Regions from separate parts of the Dromaius novaehollandiae genome. Here region 1 is linked to region 2. A link is a contact called in public Hi-C data. All regions are on one chromosome and are shown on one strand. Each heading gives the region's core, a stretch centred on a gene start, on an enhancer-like site or on the middle of the called end of the contact. The rest is flanking DNA. Distances are from core to core; before and after follow the strand shown. Region 1 has its middle 9.3 kb from the start of UCHL1. Region 2 overlaps LIMCH1 (LIM and calponin homology domains 1).

Region 1 (2,700 bases), core at 80-2,579, 180 kb after region 2:
GCAATTTAGATTTATGAATATTCCTCAACTTCCCTGCATTGCTGAACTTTTTTTGTGGGATCGGAGTGGGGAGGAAAGGAGGGAGAGAGTAGTATTTCTTGAATCACGATGCAACAGAAGTCTACCAGCGAAATATCTTGAGGCATTATAAGAGGACTCAAGGGATTGTATGTCAATACAGGCACTCTTCTGCAGACAGACATGAGATCACCTGACTGTTCTCCAAGTTAATCAAGCTTTGGTTAGTCTAACACTGAGCCTTAGCTAATAAGCCATGCTAAGAGGTAGGGTATATTAACTCAGACCCAAAGCCAAACTAGTGTAAATATTAAACTCAGCCTGCAAAAAAACATGTAGTTATAAAGTTAGCTTTAATTCCAACTCTGCCATCAATTTCATGCATCACCTCAGGCAGGTCACTGAATCTACATCTCAGTTCCTTACTTGCAAAGTGGGGCTAGTAAACCTGCATTTCTCCCACTCTGCATACATTAAGACTGCAAGCTATTCTAATAAGATCTTAACGTGTACCTGTACAAAGACTTGAAAAGCAAATGCAATTCAGTCTGGCTATAGTGCTGCAAGTAATAGTGCCCCACCTTTCTCAGTGTGATGCTGAATGATCCTATGCAATAGAATTGCCTGTCTTGTTTTTTGTGGTACAGCACTTGAAACGTTAAACCCACTGAAATATTTTCCGCCCACTCTTGTTCCTCCAAAGTCATGCAGATCTCTGAATTTTTTATATCTTGCTGCAGACCTTGCAATGACAGCTAACCACATCTGAAACGCATGTAAAGCAACAAGTACAGAAGAAATTTTCAAATCAGTTCTAAGCTGCTCATTATGTATTTACTCATGCATTGGATTTCATCTAGAACTACATACATCTGATGCATGGCAATTCTTTAAAGAACCGGGAAACTTCATTAAACTGTTTATGTTATTCATGGAAGCTGATGCTGCTGGAAAGATGAGCCTGGAAAGATTAGCAGGAATGCTCTCCTTTTCCCATTTTCTCAGCACTTTCTGCTCTTCTTCCTGTATCCTGTCATCTTCGGGGCTGTTACACTCATCCTCAGGGAGGACTCACCTTACTTATGCTTCTGATCCATTGACCTTGGAAGAGCTCCCTCAGATCTGCCCCCTGCATAGATTCCTTTTTCCTCTACTGTCCCCAGCTCTTCTTCCCCTCCAAGCTAGAAGTGCCTTCGTGAAGAGACAGCCCTCCCACCTGCAACAAAACCTGCAGCCTCCTCCTAGATGCACAGGCTGCTGTTCTGTTCTTGTTCTTCCGCTCCAGTGTGAGTGGAAAAACAGCAGTCAGCAGCACCAGCCTTCGGCCTCCAGCTCGTCCTGCAGGAAACAGCTCCCCCACGTGTGGGACCAAGAGGAGCCTTCTGATGAGCTCCTCTTCCTGCAGCACAATATTCACTTCCCAAGGCTGAACACTGACAGCATTTCAAATTTTTCGTAGAACAACAGGTAACCTGGGGCAGTTTAACGACTATTGATTGTTAAATCTAGCCCCCTCCCCAGCATATGCAAAAGCAATAAATTGCAATATTTAAAAATAGCTAGCGATCATCTAGTATTTATCACAAAAATGTGTGTGTTGGCAGGGACCTCTGGAGACCATCTCGCCTGACCTCCTACTCAAGGTGGAACTACTGTCCATACTCTATCAGGTCAGCTGTGGTTTTGTCTAGCTGAACCTTGCAAATTTCCAAGGATGGTGATGCCCCCATTTTTCTGGTGACTTGTTCCAGTACTACACTACCTAGTGAATAAGTACTCTCCTAGTTTCGAAACATCCCAAACTGAACCTTCCGAGCTGCAATTCATGGCTATTGCCCTTTGCTTATACCACCTGCTGCTACCAGGAAAAAGTTGCTTCACCATCTTTGCAACTGCCCTTCAAGTTGCTGTAGGCTGCAATGAGATCCTCCCCAGCCCCCTCTTTGCCAGACTAAACAAGCCCAGCTCCCTCAGTCTCTCCTTGTGGGCCATGTCCTCTAGGCTTCCAACTGCCCTGGTAAGCCTTCTGATGGACCCTCACCAGGTCCTCTCCTGAAGGACATCTCCCAGAGGTGTCTTCTCCACATCCTTGCTGCACTGGAGAGCCCAGAACTGGACATGCTATTCCAGGTGCAGCCTCACCAGGGCCAGATAGGGAGGAATAGTGATTTCCCTTTATCTGCTGGCCACATTCATCCTAACAGTTTGGTATGCCATTTGCCTTACCTGTAAGGAGAGCACACAACATGTTGGCTTATATTCAACTTGGCACCCACCGTAATCCCCAGGGCCTGGTGAGCAGGGCTGCAACTCAGCCCATCACCTCCTCGCAGCCCATGCAGGTACAGGCGGTGGCCTCAGGCAGGTGCTGCACCTTGCCCTACTGAGCCCTGCACAGTTTCTCTCAGCCCAGGCATCTAATGTATCAAGGTCCCTTGGGTTTGAAACATGTGGTGCGTCAACCACTCCCTATAATGTAGTATCACCATGTGCAAGAATTTTAAAAATGACAAAATGCAAGTGGTATTTTAATTCCTTCAGTCACTAAAGAATTTTAATGATATTTCTCAGCTTTCAGTGTTCATAGCTGGCTGCATTTTTTCCAAGGTCTCATTTGTTCTCATTCAATTCCTAGACTCACTGAACTGCAGTCCTGTCATCAACCTCTTCTTGGCTGCCTGC
Region 2 (2,700 bases), core at 185-2,684:
GACCCTGGAGGTTCTTTTTGCAGGAAAACTCTCCAATAACAAGAGGATTCTGCACAGAAACCACCCTGCGGGGTTAGTCACTGGCAGGCTGCTTTGAATGAACCGCTAGTGTGACATTACATAGAGCAAAACACCAACCAGTTGTCTGTGCAGTGAACATTTGCCTGCGAGACCTTTCTTCCTCTGTTTTGTCTTGTTTTCTGCTCCGTCTCCTTGCCCTGACATACCTCCTGCGTAGCAGGGAGCTGTGCTTCCTTCTGCTGTTCCTTTTCAGGTTTCTTCACGTCTTTCTCGCTGGAAGCAGCTTCCTCCAAAGGGACAGGGCTAGCAGGTAACACTAAGCTGGTCACAACAGGGCTGGCACAAGCTGCAGTTGACCTGAACTGCTTTTGATCTGAAACTACTCCACACATACACGAGACAAAGTTGCAAAGCTAAGATATTTCTTCAAATAAAATGTAGCCCTCCTTACAATCTAATTTCTTACTGGATATACCATAAGCCCATGATCCAGGTGCTTTTAAAAATAATCTTTCAACACAGGCAAATTAATCTCAGAGAAGCCAGGACTTCTGTATTACCCATCAGGTGCAATTCAAGACTGTTAACCTCCATGCTGCTATACAATGATTTATCCACCAGAAAGGCTGGCCTGTTTCCACCTGTGAGCCACCAGAGTATTTAAGCCAGCTGATGAGCCCTTGCTAACAGTCTGTGTGCTTTAGAGACCTGCAGCACCTCAAGAAAAGGCTGGAGGTGCTTCTACTAATGGGGTGATGGTACTATGTTAAATATTTGATGGGAAAGCTCAATTGTTTAAGTAACTTCATGCTTGATGAGTGGAGCAATACATTTTTATACCAATTACAGGCAGAGATTTCTTGTAAATATCTGCTTCAAATTTTACCTTTTACTTACGCATACCACAATAAACTACGATAGGCCAATTTTAAAAAATGAATAACAAAAAAAAAAAAGAACATGAATTTAGTATGATAGTAGGCAGCAGATTAAATGCATGCTGAAGGGTAATGTTTTAGAGACACCGCTACTGGGGAAAGTAGACTCAAATGTAATAGAGAAGGACAATTTTACAAGTAAATTGCTTTCTTCTGATTAGGATTCATGCATGAAGGCTTTAAAGTGGAAAATCAAGAGCGCGTACAATACTGTTGATTTAATTCACTCCCAAATGCAAAACCCTAGGAGGAGGACTGAAGTACCTCATTCTTTAATGTCTTGAAAAAAATATGCTAAACACAAGCTGTTACTGACTGGTGGTTTCTGCCCTGATTGCTTTCTGGTTACAGCACACTATAGCAGCAGCTATTCAGGTACACGAACAACAAAGCAGACAACGCGCATCCAGAGCAATGCGCAGTTAAACGTGCAATTTTTGACATACTCTGCATTTCCTAACAAACCCTCGCGGTGCCGCTACAGACACGCTTATCGAGCTCCTGCGGCAGGATGGCCCAAAACCCCAGCCCGCTGGTGGGCCAAGGCCAGGGCCAGGGCCAGGGCCAGGGCTTGCCCTGGACAGCAGCAACTCACCCAGGGAAGCACACGCCAGGCTCACAGCTCCTGCACTTCCAGGGCCGGCCCCAACCTGTTGGCTGGCTGCTGTATCTTCTTCCACTGAAGAGGCCTGCAGACAATAATGTGGTTGAAACACGACGACTACAGTGGAAATAAAAGTATGTGTTGATTCCTTAAGGCAGTGCTTGCCGCTTCTTTGTAATGTATTTGAACCAAAATGTATCTGATTGAGCTCAGTAGGGAGCAGAGCACTGGGAAGTAAATTCATAAGCAGTATGTGCTATCTGGTGTGGAGTCACTGGGCTTTAACGTCCTTTCCTAAAGGTTCATCAACACCCATTACACAGTTGTTTTGGAATAGCCCATGCAAGTTTACAAAAATAGTAGGATATCTTGAATTGTGTTAGCTGAAGATAAGCATACCTTTCACCCTTATTTCTCTCTTCCAGAATAACATAACGACGTATGTATTAGTGAATACACAGCATCTTCTAAGGTTTTAAAAGTGACAAAATAATTAAATACTTCCTTTATTCCATGGCTGCCTAAACAATCTGTTATCTGAAGGAAAAAGCCAGAGTTCCTATCAAAGGTAATGAATACTTGAAACATTATTAAGAGAGGACTGAAAAAATATGGTGAGACCTTATCAAGCCAACAATTCAAATCACTTGTGAAGACAGCTTCCTGACCCAGGACAAGCCTGTTGCAGAACTAAATCCACACCATCAAAAAACAGTAGCACTTCAGCAGATCTCTTTAACAGCTTGCACTTACAGCAGCTTTCCCAGTAGGCAAAGCAAGAAAAGCTGCAGCAAACCAATCAGCTATTGCACAGTGCTTCTAACACACGAAAGACCTAGAATTTGATGCATTCAACAGAAAAAAAAAAAGACCACTTTTAGAAATAAAAAGTAACACATTTCAGAAGTGGTCTATTGTAGACTCACTGTTTCTCTGCCCATCTGATTAACAGCTGCAAGAGAAAATCTGATGAAATTTCCTCCCAGATGCTCCCACCATCTTTTCTGGGGGCAGGGCTCATACCTGCACCTCCTGCCTGTGAGCGGGTCTCCAGCTGCACAAAGTAAAATGCACACTTTGAAAGGGCAGCATGGAAAGTTTGAGGACCTCCTCTCCAACACGCCTGCCTGCGAGCGC

Evidence for each region. A called contact is a pair of places that touch in the nucleus more often than the background predicts.
Region 1: a contact with region 2 is called in a Hi-C map of brain, with 9 times the contacts expected there. The contact joins two enhancer-like sites. A contact is called at or near these places in 3 of 4 Hi-C or Micro-C datasets (brain, liver and ovary).

What each region holds. Positions count from the first base shown.
Region 1 is chr4:62,152,097-62,154,796 of bDroNov1.hap1, forward strand. No RefSeq gene overlaps it. Among named protein-coding and RNA genes, the nearest start is that of UCHL1, 9.3 kb to the right of the region's middle. Within about 2 kb of position 1,330, at least 1 of the 2 cell types and tissues checked has open chromatin away from gene starts, as enhancers often do.
Region 2 is chr4:61,972,872-61,975,571 of bDroNov1.hap1, forward strand. LIMCH1 (LIM and calponin homology domains 1) reads right to left here. Exons shown (of 34, transcript XM_064511217.1): 21 at 1,555-1,648; 22 at 228-400. Among named protein-coding and RNA genes, the nearest start is that of PHOX2B, 47 kb to the left of the region's middle. Within about 2 kb of position 1,435, at least 1 of the 2 cell types and tissues checked has open chromatin away from gene starts, as enhancers often do.